2 separate regions of the Triticum aestivum genome follow, and region 1 is linked to region 2. Evidence: chromatin contacts called from public Hi-C data. All regions are on one chromosome and are shown on one strand. The core of a region is the stretch at or near the end of the contact, and the rest is flanking DNA. Distances in the headings are between cores, read along the strand shown.

Region 1 (6,578 bases), core at 724-3,223, 360 kb after region 2:
GCGCTGAAGGACATAGTCTGGGCTTGGCAAGGCGAGCAGCAGCCGCCCCCGCCGCAGCAATCATGTTAAGAAGAACTGTGCCAAGTGCAACATTTTTACAATCCGAGGCAATTACCAGGCTTCCTTGTGTTTCTGTAATTTTTATTATCGAAAGTTTGTTATTCGTTTGCATTCCCCTAGTGATGTCTGTGTAAACTTCAGTTGTCATCTTCCGATGAAGATTTATTTAAAAGCATGGTGTCTTCAGAACAGATGCCAAGTCTTTGTTCAAAAAGTCTTTCCAAGGACAGTGCGTTTGTGTATGGGAAATATTGTTCACATCATCTTTTGCTCAAGAATTGATCTTCGTGTTGTTACTGTTTAACTATGGCATGCATCATGATTATATCCACTATTCTTGTGATCTGAAAACCCTAGAGGGTGACATATTTAAATCTTGTTTGATGGGTAGCTACCGGACTTTACCTAAAGGCCGAAGAGATATGGTTTTGTAGACAGCATGCTATGGGCCAGAGACAAATTGAAAGCTTTGTTCTATGTAGCCACTTGCAAAGGGTAGGAAGTAGGGAGGGAGCAGTAGCATTATTTTACAGCTGTGAAGATACTACTACTGATTAAGAACAGCACTGTGCAGATCGCCGCGCAGAAGCACCTGAGGCGAGATTCGGGCATATTCCTGTAGTTGTTTCCTCCCTCGTGGGTTTGGAGAAATAGAAAAGAAAAGGCAGAAAACCCTGTTGCTTCACAGTTCACAGTTACAATCTTTATCAAGGAGGTTCACAGTTACAATCTTTATCAAGGAGAAATAGAGTTCCAGATACCCTCTTGCTTCACAGTTACAAAGAGGAAAGCTCAAGGCAGTAGTTTTCATACTCTGCCAACTGCAGCAGTTGGCAGTTTGAGAACTGTGGCAGGTGGCATTATTTTACAGCTACAAAAGCTAGCAAGATGCTGAATAAGATTCAGAGTATAGACTGGTACAGATTGCTGCGCAGAAGCACCTGAGGCAAAGATTCGGGAATCGCTGTAGACTGTAGTTGTTTGATTGTTTCCTCCATTTGTAGTCCAAAATTCAGTCCACCTAACTGAATGATTGAATTGACCGGTAGGTGTGATGTGAGTGATGAACCTGAAGTTTTGAGATTCATTTTTTTTTTGCTTGTTATCCTCCATCACTTCGGTAGAGAGATAAACTCGTCAAGTTTAATCACCAGGGAGGTCAAGTAATATGTGGGCCAGCTCTGTTTTATTCATAACGCCGAGAAAAAAAGGATGATCTATTAAGAAGTACTCCCTCTGTCCGAAAAAGCTTGTCCCTTAAATGGTTGTATCTAGCACCAGTTTTTTTTTTCGGAAAAACTTCCAATCTATTCATCTTCAATCATGGCAGTACAACAAGCTTGAGACAAGTTTTTTCGGACGGAGGGAGTAGACAGTTACAACAAGAAAAGTCACTGCAACTGGTACAAACATGTGTAAAGAAACTCTTCCACATGCAGACAAACTTCCTTGACACATTGGATGAACAGTTTGTGTAGCGTCAAAAACTCTTCTGCCTGATTCTTTCACCTCTTGCTAACAATCAATCCAGCATGGCCCGCCTGTTGTTTTCGACATGGGTGAGCAGTGCACCACCTCCAAAACCTAACCAACGACAACATCTATCTCTCCAGAACATTCTCCGCTGAACGAACCGACCGGTGCGATGGAGAGGGCAGGCTGATTAGCACAAGTTGGCGATGCAGACAAAGGCTCCGCGATGGAGATGAGGCGATAATGGCGCTATCAGCTGCATCGCCAGCGGTTCAGGAAGGCACTTGCGGGTTCTGGCGTAGGGGCGGGGCGGCAATAATTGCTGTATGTTTTCAGTTGCTTTCAGGTTTCGGCCCAGGCAGATGCAGATGGAGGGGTCGCCCATGGCCGTGGGTGCCGTGCCTGGGTGGTGGTTGTGCAGTGCGAACCTCAGGACTCAGGATGACGGGTGATGAGGAGGACGACGGCCGACGGGTGGTTTATTGGCTTGGTTGCGCGGCGCCCACCGTGAGGGGACGGCGAGTCTTGGTCTTGCAAGCTACGGTGGTCCTTGGGCGAAAAGTAGTTGTCAGGTTAGGCTTGAAACAGAGCAGCAGCAGCTTCATTACCGATGTTTTTTTTTTCGAGGGCTCATTAGCAATGAATTTTTTAAAACGAGCCGGCGAGGCCGTTCAGGTTTTTACGGGTCGGACCGCCGGTTCACCGGTTCGATGTCTGATTTTTTTTATTATATACCATAAATAATACATTTTGTGTACTAGTGTCGTACTAAATAGATGGCTAGGACTTTGTCCCAGGTAACAGTTAGGCCGATGGATTCGCCTTTCTGGAAAGGGCTCATGAAAGTCAAGCAATTAATGTTCAATAGGACAAAAGTTGTCATTGGCAATGGGGCAACTACACGTTTCTGGGAGGACGCTTGGCTGGGCGACTCACCTCTGGCCATTCAGTATCCGTCTTTATATCGTATTGCTCAACGACGTGAGGTACTCGTGGCAACGATATTTCAATCTATCCCCCTTAATATTCAGTTTAGACGGTCATTAGCGGGTAATCGTTGGGAGGTTTGGCTCCAGTTAGTTAGGAGACTAATGGAGGTTCAACTTTCTGACCAACCGGATAAATTACGCTGGAAGTTGACTACGTCTGGGGTATTTACAGTCAGGTCTATGTATACTGATGTTATTAATACAAGCTCCATTCCAACGTCCAAGAGTGTCTGGGATGTCAAAGTACCATTGAAAATAAAAGTGTTTATGTGGTTTGTTCATAAACAAGTTATTCTAACAAAGGACAACTTAATAAAGCGTAATTGGACATGACCTACTAGGTGTAGTTTCTGTGATCGAGATGAGACAATTCAACATCTCTTTTTTGATTGCCCGCTGGCCAAGGTTCTCTGGCAGACGGTCCACATTGCTTTTAATATAACTCCACCGAATACTGTTAATGCTTTATTTGGGAATTGGCTATATGGGTTTGACTCTACAATAGCAAGACATATTCGGGTTGGAGTCTGCGCTTTATTATGGACCATCTGGCTGTGCAGAAATGATTTGGTTTTTAACAGATCATCACGAATTCATTTTTTGCAGGTTATCTTCCGAGCTACGGCGCTGATCCGTTCATGGTCATTACTCACTCCGATGGAGGCCAGGGAGCATTTGGCTACTGGATCTACCCGGTGGGAGATGGTTGCTCGGGATATCTTCAACCGGTTTGGATGGCGGTCATGTAATAGGATAGGCAATTAGTTTCCCTATCTATATAGCCAGCCGGTTGTGGCTCCTTTATTGGCTAGTTAGTGTTTCTAGCCTTCTGCGCTCTGTGTGGGCTGCTTTTCATTGTTTTCAGTTAGAGACTTTGGAATTTTGTAGGCACTTTTTGTTGCTTCTTTAATAAGATGGCTGTATGCATCACTCCTGATGCAGAGGCCGGGGCGTTCCCCTTTTCCAAAAAAAAAAAAACATAAATTTGACAAGAAAGTTGGCCAACCAAGATAGTTATTGGGCCAAAGGTGCAACATACACACCTATATCTACCGTCCTGGGTTTGAATTCCCTTTGACGCAGGTTATTTCTCTATTTTTGTGTGTCACACTGGTTCAATAGGCGGTTTTATTACTCCTATTCATGCAAAAACCAGCCGGTTTACATGGGTTTTTCCGGTCCAATTGCAGGTTGGTCTTTTTAGCTTAAAAAACCGATAGAAGCGCTAGTTCAGGTCTTTTCCGGTCCGACCGCCGGTCCAGTCTGATTATTTTAACTATGCTTTAGGGATGGATGAAGCAACTATTTTCTCCCCAAGCATACATAAATTGTGTGGGCTTTTTTTTCGCACATTGCGTGGGCTATATATCCTTCTGCATGCGAGAGCGTATACATACGGTCACTGAAACCGGGCCGTAGCATCACCAGCAACTCATGCACTGGCCACAAACCGCTTCATAATGCGCAAAGGCCTATGTCTTGCTTACTATCTGAGATCAAAAAGTGCTTACATCTAGCGATTTCATAAGAAGCCGCGGCCCAGTAGCTGCGAGTGCACTGCAGCATGCGGTATTGGGACATTCCATTGTAGTTTTAGAAAAATGAAAGATTCTGGCCCTTTTTTATTTTCCTTTTTCCTTTCTACTAGCTTATTGGTCTTCTTTTCCGTCCTTTTGATTTTCCTTTACTGTTCATTTTTACATTTTATTTGCCTTTTTTCAATTTATAAATACACATTACCATTTTTTTCAAATACATGTTAGTAACATTTCTTGTATACGCGTGACACGTCAAACATTTTTTTAGCACACGTCAAATATTTTCTGGATACGTGTTGAATATTTGTCAAAAGAACATTGGACTTTTTTAAATACATACTCAACATTTTTTAAACACATGTTCCATTTAAAAACAATCACAAACATATTTTAAATGTCATGAACAATTTTTCTAATGTGCACATAATTCTCAATTTAATGAACTTTGAAAATATGTAATGAATACAATTTAAAATGTGTGAACATATTCTTTTATGTAATGAACATTTTTAACAATTACATCAACAAACATTTACCTTTCACAACCATTTTTAAAATGGCATGAACATATTTTTAAATATGTGAACATTTTTCTGAATGTCATAAAGATTTGTTTTGAATTGTATGAAGAACTCTCAAAATTGCTGAATCAAAATTCACATATTCATGAACATCTTTGAATGTGCACTTAACATTTAAAAAAATGTAAATTGAAATTTTAATATAAATATTTAGAAACAAATATTAAAAAGGGAAGAAATGAAACAAAGCGAACAAGCATCACACATAGTACTTCATTGCTAGGCCGACCCATGTGCCCTATGCTCTAGGCGAGCTCGACTGATAGCTCGCCCCTCGCCATAGGGTGGTGAATTAGAGACAACAATTTTTAAGTGAATTTCCCTATTTTAGGGGATGTGCGGATAAAGTAAGTTCCAAGTATAGAGTACTGTAAAGGATAAACCACAAGTCTGTTGGAGATCCAGATGTATACAAGACTACTACTGAGGATTTTATGCAATCTCATCTTTGTATGTCCGAACCTCTCTCTATGGGCAAAGTTCTTGAACACTTTCCAAATTCATGAAGATTTTTTGAATTCTCAAACATTCTACAAAATTGCAAACATTTTTCGAATTCTGCAACATTTGGAGATTTGATAATGTTTTTCAAATTCATGAACATTTCAAAAATTTGACAATATTTCTAAAATGGCCGAATATTTTTTCAAATTCACAAGGGTTTTTAAATTTCATCAACATTTTTTAAAATTGAATAAATTTTTATTTATGTGAATTTTACAAATTTTTCAAAATTTTGAACATACCTGAAACTTTAAAAATTTATAAATGTGTAATTTTTTAAAACTCTTGTGAACATCTTCTAAAAATTCAATATTCTTTTAAATATGTGAACATTGTGTTGAAAAACGTGAATATTTCTTAAAATTTAAACATTTTTAGAAACTGAAACATTTTATAAAGTAGTGAACATTTCTTTGCAAAACATGTAAAACAAAGGAAGAAATGAAAAGAAATATAAAAAACACCGAAAACCCCAGTAAAAAGTTAGACAAAGCAAGGAAAGAAATTTGAAAAACCAAGAAAAACCTTCTAAATATTCCTAAAATTGTTGAAATAATAGAGCTAGATATTTCCCTTTTTTGAGTAAAGACAAAGGGGAAGTTCCCAAACCGGAATCTCTACGGAGCATGACTAAGCAACTTGGCTCAGTAGCTCGCTCACGTCCATATCAATGTGCGAATGGTTGTTTTATGCGACAAAAACGAATTGCCCGTAACATAAACATTGTAACTCCAAGGAGCGAGCAAGTTTGGCTGGCCCAAATACGGTAAAACAATTCAATACGAGCCCGCTGAATTTCTCGACTCCCTTTGTTCCTTTATGAGAGCTCATTCCTTTGTTTTCTCGGTTTTCTTCCAGTTCCGTTAGTATTCTTTTATTTTTTTTGTGTTGTCAACTTGTCATTTCTTTTTTACTTTATAAGTTATGAGCATTAGGTTTTTTTATACATGAAGTACTTTTTAAATACAATGTGAGGATGTTTTAATGCCCAATCAACATTTTTAAATGTTCGTGAATAATTTATACAAAAATCATGAATATTTTTAAATTGATAGAAACCTTAACAACTTTACAACCATTTTAAATTTCTGAATATTTCTTAAGTCGTAAACTATTATAAATGTAGGAACATTTGTCGAACATATAATTGCAAAGAAATCGATAGAGTAAGTGTACTGCTCCTAGAGCGAAATGGGCCAGCCCATGATGCTTTGTCTACGTGATTTAGCGACATTTTGTCGTTTAAAGCATAGTATAGAGAGATTTGCGGTAAGTGCCTAGCCCATCAATAGAGGTCCACCTCCCTTTCGGCCATGTACCAGGCCATGCAATGGCATGCTACCAACCCAATTAAGGGATGCTCCTTGTAACGGTCACTCTCACCTACCAGTTGTGCCTCTGGTGGAAGCAAACTTGTGCCTCTACGAGAAGCA
Region 2 (6,610 bases), core at 2,370-4,869:
AATGCCCCAAGGTGCCATATGGGCCAACCCAGTACAAGTTTCTTTCTTTACTTTACCCATCGGTTTTTTGAAGGTTGTATAACCTCTTTGACTGGTTTTGTCAGTTTCTTTATGTGCTTTCTCTACGGGATTCATTTCACTTTCATTCTCTGTTTTTTAGATCCTTTTTCTTTGCTTTTTTATTTTTATTCCTCCATTTATTATTTGTGAAGTTTTTCAAATTGGTGAACCATTTTGAAGTACATAAACATGTTTTGAAATTCATGAACATCTTTATAAATCCGTGAAGAATTTTTAATTTAGAATTATTTTATTTGTGAACATTTCATTAAATTTCAGGAAAATAAAAAAAATGATTTTTTGGTGATTTTTAAAAATAGTTACTATTAAATTAATGAATATTTTGAAATATCAGAACATTGTTTAAGTGCACAAACATGTTTTTGAATTAATGAAATTTCAAAATTTCTGAAATATTTTTACATATTCATGAGAAATTTAATAAAGTTGTTGAACAATTATTACACTAGGTGATTTCCCTGCGCGTTATTGCTGAAATGTGAAGATAATTTTTTGATGAATTATGTATGAACGAAAATGACCTAAACAAAGCTATATTTTTAGAAGTAATTGTGTGTGAACAAAGAGTATGCATGTACCTAGACCATTGTAGTTGCAACAACCAAACTAGGGTATGCATGTGCTACAATATAATGTTAATGGATGATGACATGGCACATTTGGTGATGTGGAGGGCTGCATTTTGAGAGAATTAGAGTTAGTAGTGATCAACTATTTTGGAATATAGGATTCATGAACATTTTTAAAATCCATGCACATTTTTCAAAATTCATCAAGCTTACAAAATTGTGAACCTTTTATATTTAGGAAAAAAATGAATTCACAAACATTTGTTCAAAGTCTTCAATTTTTTTGAATTTGTCAAGGAGGCCACCAACGCCATTTTTCCGGACCCTTAGCGTTACTATCTAGCAGCTGCACGTTTTCTCCGATAGCGAACGCATTAAGTTCTCCTATTCAGCGCTTTGAGCGCCAGTTAGGGCTGCTGGCGTTCACAAGATACGCATAGTGGGCCGGCCCAGTGAATGGCTGAAAAAACAAACACGAAAATGGGAATGTGCAGCAATTTGGGAGAGACGAGATTCGGAGTAGGGTCAGCAGCGTCGACGGCCTAACACTACAACCAATACACCGAGCTAACTTTTGCTGTTTAATAGCAGGAAACATCTCAATTTGACTAAGTATAAACTGTTTGAAAAAAGAAAACCTGAATTTCAACAACAAAAAACTCCGTGCTAGCTCGGGCATCAGTTGATACTCCAAAAAAAAAACTTGGGCATCACTTGAGCATTTAACCTTTGACCTCTCATAGTTGACTGTGTTGAATTTTCAAAATATTCAAAAAAGTCCACAAATTTTACCTTCATGAATTTAAAAAAATGTTCGTCATAATTGAAAAAAGTTCATCGAATTTCAAAAGAATTTCACAAATTTTAAAAAAGTTCACCAATTTGAAAAAAGTCAGTCAAATTGAGAGAAATTCAACCAATTTTGAAAAGTTCAACCATTTTGAAAAAGGTTCATCGATTTTGAAGAAAGTTCACCAAATATGAAAAAAAGTTAATCAATTTCGAAAAAAGTTCACTGATTTTTTCTTAGAAAATCGTCAACTTTTAACGGAATTCATCAATTTTGAAAAAAGTTTATGCCTGTTGAAAAAATAATATTCGTGGATGTGAAAAATAGTTCATGTATTTTAAAAAATCATCGATTTTGAAAAAATAGATCATGAAATTGATTTTTTTACGCATTTAGCAAAGGAAACAAAAGTTAGAAAAAGAAACAAAATCGTTTCAAAAAGAGAAAAAAAGAAGAAGAAAAAAGGAAAAAGATTTTTTTAGCTAAAAATAAATAAGAAGTAAGAAACTAAAAAAGAAAAAAAAATAAAGAAGAAGTCATGGGTTCGATTCCCACCTGGGCAGTATTTTTTAGCATTTTAGAAACAAAAAAGTAATTGATGGGCCGGCCCAGCTTGCAGGAGGGGGTGAGGGGGTGTGTACCCGTTTGCTAAATGTACTATAACGGGCGCCTGAAGCACCAATTAGGAAATGCCTAAGTTCATAGCAGGTGCACTTGGGAGACATAACATTTTACGTTCTTATAAGTTAGTTCTTTTTTTTGAGCTTACGTTATTAAGGTGCTCATTGTTCATCAAAAACACGTACAACAAAAGCCATATGTCAGAAAATGGGCTTACAATCTTTAACTGGCCTGGACCAAATTAAGGCCAGAAGTATTAGATTGCTTGGCCCTCTTGATCAGCGGGCAAACCCTGACAGCACCATCCATTCGGTTTCCGCCCCCTAAAAAAATCCATAGAGTTTCCGATTCTCAAAAATGTTTCAGTATGTTTCCATAATTCCATGTGGCTACTTTTTTCGAAATGTGGCTATTACTTACTCTATCGGAGCATGGCTGTGGTTGTGAAGAGCCCGTGCTGACCTATACGACAGCCATATTTGCCGCCAAAGACGTTCAAGGCAATAGCCGCAATACCATGCTCCTTAATAAAAACAGGGCAGGAGACACAATTTGAGTCTATGTTTGATGACCTGCTCGCCTCACCGGTTTTAATTTAGTAGACGCAATTATGCTTCTAGATTGTCTGAAGAAAACCTATCAAATGGCAAATACATATCTTTTGATGAAGAGAATCTTCTACGTGTATGGCGAGAAGTTAGGCATCCTTAAACAAATCTATTATGGGACCCAATTGTTTAAGTCGTTGGACGAAACAACTGGCCACCAAAGCTGCCAAGTTTTCTTTGGGGACAAACCGGCAAACTCTCGCTGAATCGAAGTGCACCAGCCAGTTTGTGTATTCTTGTCTTGCATATTGCAGCATGCAAGTAATGATTTGGTGTTGGAATATACTAGTAGGAGCCTGCCCCAGTTAAGACTAGCTGCTTCAGAGGACAGAGCAGGATTAAACAACAGCAGTTATGGAGTTAGTAGTCCATCATATTCAGATTCAGCATAAGAGAGATGGTTGTTTTGGCAGCACTTTAATTCCTTTTGGCTTTCCTTTTTTTTATTCACAATCAATCAGTTTGTGACAGCAACTCGTGAGTTTGGAAAATTACATGTCTTTGTTTAGTTTGAGCATAGCAAGTTGCTTGCTTCAGGTGAAAGCACCAGGAAAAGGACAGCTTTTGGCCGGTGGTTATGGATATAAATTAACAATCTTAGGAACACTTCTTCTCTAACTTTGAAGCGTTCTCATTTTATTTCGGAAAAGCCAATTCGCGGTGCTATTCCCAGACCTCCAAGGCAATTTTTTTGTTCGTTTCAACCACTTACCAGAATATGCATATATGTTGCATTTTCTGGATGTCTGCAGTGATGTGAGCATAGATATGCTGATGCTGATAGAACATTATACAATTTAGGTTTCCTACCATGCTTGGCTGTACCTCATTTGTGGTTACAAATCAACGACAACACTGCTTCACTGTATTTAGTCTCCGGACAGTGACACCATTGCAGCAAAGGCTTTTTTTCTACGCCATAGTGAAAGCTTAGCGCATGTCTGTATTAGGCCTGAACTATAAAGTAGAGCAGATATTTCCCAGCCAGTTGTAATTTTCTGATCACCGATTCGCACAGGCCCACAGGCAACCATTGAAAAAGAAGTCCAACCTTCGCCGACATGATTAGGACTGCCATTTGATTCCCGCTGTCTCTACTATATGTCTGGTTAGGTGAGTCCATTAGTCTAAGGGCATCTCCAACCGTTGCCCCCCCCCCCCCAGGACGCATAGAAATCGCCCCCTGGGGGCGAGCCGGCGATACACTCGGCGCTGGGGGCGGTTTTGCGCCCAGTCGTCGCCCCCAGCTCGCCCCCAGGCGCCGAAATTGGCCCACTTTGCAGCCCAATTTCGGCGAATAAACGGCCCATATGAGCGAGAATAGGCCCATATTCGGCATGGTTTCGCCGTGTCTCGGCGTTTAATTATCAACACAATTATTCCTTGTCACATATTTCATCACAGAAAAATCAAATACTTCAACAAAATACTACAACAACAAATAGTTCAATACAAATTATATAGTTCAACAAATAAAAACTCGTATTTCATCACGCGGCGTCCCCCTTGAGCCTCCATAGGTGCTCAATCAGATCTTTCTGCAGTTGATGATGCACCTGTGGGTCTCGGATCTCCTGACGCATACTGAGATAGGCAGTCCAAGTTGCCGGTAGCTGGTGATCAACTTCGGCTAGAGGACCCTGCCTGTAGTATGGTTCAGTGTCAAACACTGGGTCTTCTTGCTTGCTCTCGATGATCATGTTGTGCAAGATGACACAGCAAGTCATGATATCCCACATTTGATCTTTCGACCAGGTCTAAGCGGGGTACCAAACAACAGCGAATCGAGATTGGAGCACACCAAATGCCCGCTCGACATCCCTCCTGCAAGCCTCCTGAACCTTCGCAAACCAGGCGTTCTTGCCTCCTGCCACAGGGTTTGAGATCGTCTTTACAAATGTCGACCATCTCGGATAGATGCCGTCAGCTAGATAGTACCCCTTGTTGTATTGGTGCCCATTGATCTCGAAGTTCACCGGAGGAGAATGACCCTCAACGAGCTTGGCAAAACAGGAGAGCACTGCAGCACATTGATGTCATTGTGAGTTCCTGGCATACCAAAGAAGGAGTGCCAAATCCAGAGGTCCTGTGTGGCTACCGCCTCAAGCACCACACTGCAACCGCCTTTGGCGCCTTTGTACATCTCCTGCCAACCAAATGGGCAGTTCTTCCATTGCCAATGCATGCAGTCGATGCTTCCAAGCATCCCAGGAAATCCTCTTGCTGCATTCTGGGCTAGGATCCGAGCAGTGTCTTCCGCATTGGGTGTTCTCAAGTATTGTGGCCCAAACACTGCCACCACTGCCCGACAGAACTTGTAGAAACACTCTATGCTGGTGGACTCGGCCATGCGCCCATAGTCGTCGAGTGAATCACTGGGAGCTCCATATGCAAGCATCCTCATCGCTGTCGTGCACTTCTGGATGGAGGTGAATCCAAGAGCGCCAGTGCAATCCATCTTGCACTTGAAGTAGTTGTCGAACTCCCGGATGGAATTCACGATCCTGAGGAAGAGCTTTCGGCTCATCCGATAACGGTGCCGAAATGTTCTCTCGCCATGAAGTGGAGCATCGGCGAAGTAGTCGGAGTAGAGCATGCAGTAGCCTTGAAGACGATGCTGGTTCTTTGCTTTCACCCGCCCCGGCGCCGAGCCACCTCGACGCGGCTTTTCATTGATCGCCAGCAGCTGGGCGAGGGCGGCGAGCACCATCAGATGCTCTTCTTCCTGGACGTCGGCCGCGGCTTCCTCCTCCAGCAGCGCGGCGAGCTCTTCCTCCTCATCCGAGTCCATCGCCGAGACAGTCAAAAAGCCGAACACCTTGCGCGCGGTGGGCGTGTACCCGCCGTTAAACCGCGCCTCCGCGGCCGGAAACGGCAGCCGAAAACGACCAGCTGCTGCGGGAGGGGCTGCCGCGGCGAAGCGCTGCTATTTTCCGGCGGGGAATGGCCATCTACCGGAGTAGGCCGGCGGCCATCGCCGGGTTATAGCTAGTGGTGGCCGAGGGCGCGGGGGGTGCGAGGCGAGTCGGGGAAAGAAAGCCTTGACTTTTCCCCTGTCAGTGTGGGCCAGGCGTGCTTTTCCCTAGCGCCGGAGCCCCCAACGGCTCCCCAGCGCGCCGGGTTCGGCCTGTGACCGCCGGGCGGAAAAAAGGTCCGAACCGGCGATTTTCGGCGTCCTGGGGGCGCGACTGGGCCGTTTTTTCGGCGCCGGCGCCGAAAAAGTGGCCTGGGGGGCCTGTAAGGGGCACGGCTGGAGATGCCCTAAGCCGCTGAAAATGACAGGGTCTCTCCCCAGCCGCTCCCTCAACCGTTTCATAATCTTATCATTTCATGGTAGGGAATGGAAAAAGCCAGCAGTGTGCAGAAGTTTCATGGAAAAAGCCTGCACTTACTCTGAAACACTGCACCTATCCAGGCATCGATCAGATCAGAGGTCACTGATCGATCAGCAAGCACGCCAACATTCAAAAAAAAGAAAAAAAACAGCAAGCACGCCGTTGTTCTGTCCACAGACTCTGACTGACAAAATAGAGATCACGTTCTCATCAAGGAAAACGAGCAAGAGAACAAGAGTAGCAATTAGGTGCTCCCTTACTGGCCTGCATATTCCTTTTGATTTTGTCAACAAAAATTAAGCTAATTATACTGTATTTAAGAACTCGTGATGCTTAGCTCACCCGAAATGCATTTCTACCTGAGGTGTGATTCAGCCCCGGTGTTATTTTGTTAATGTATGATGGTGAGCAGTGCGAGGATCAGTCTCAGAGGACACCCAGGGGTACAGGTGTCAAGCTGCGATAGGGGCCGGGCCCACGGCATCGAAGCCAGCTTACCAAGCCTCGCCACGTTGCCCCGTGTGCGTCAGCCGAGTTTCTGACCAGGCTGTCAACCAGGGGTCGTACGTATGATGTGGCCGGTGTTTGTTCTCCTTGCCCGCAAGC

What was found. A called contact is a pair of places that touch in the nucleus more often than the background predicts.
Region 1: a Hi-C map of leaf shows a contact between it and region 2, with 4 times the contacts expected there. The contact joins two enhancer-like sites. A contact is called at or near these places in 2 of 5 Hi-C or Micro-C datasets (both in leaf).

Annotation. Positions count from the first base shown.
Region 1 is chr2B:99,442,423-99,449,000 of IWGSC CS RefSeq v2.1, forward strand. LOC123043693 (CBL-interacting protein kinase 2) reads left to right here. Exons shown (of 2, transcript XM_044466224.1): 2 at 1-323. The coding sequence ends at 69. Among protein-coding and RNA genes, the nearest start is that of LOC123043693, 6.1 kb to the left of the region's middle. Within about 2 kb of position 1,974, at least 2 of the 8 cell types and tissues checked have an H3K27ac peak or open chromatin away from gene starts, as enhancers often do. A contact at or near this core is called in leaf, where this site is marked.
Region 2 is chr2B:99,078,167-99,084,776 of IWGSC CS RefSeq v2.1, forward strand. No RefSeq gene overlaps it. Among protein-coding and RNA genes, the nearest start is that of LOC123043692, 74 kb to the right of the region's middle. Within about 2 kb of position 3,620, at least 1 of the 8 cell types and tissues checked has an H3K27ac peak or open chromatin away from gene starts, as enhancers often do. A contact at or near this core is called in leaf, where this site is marked.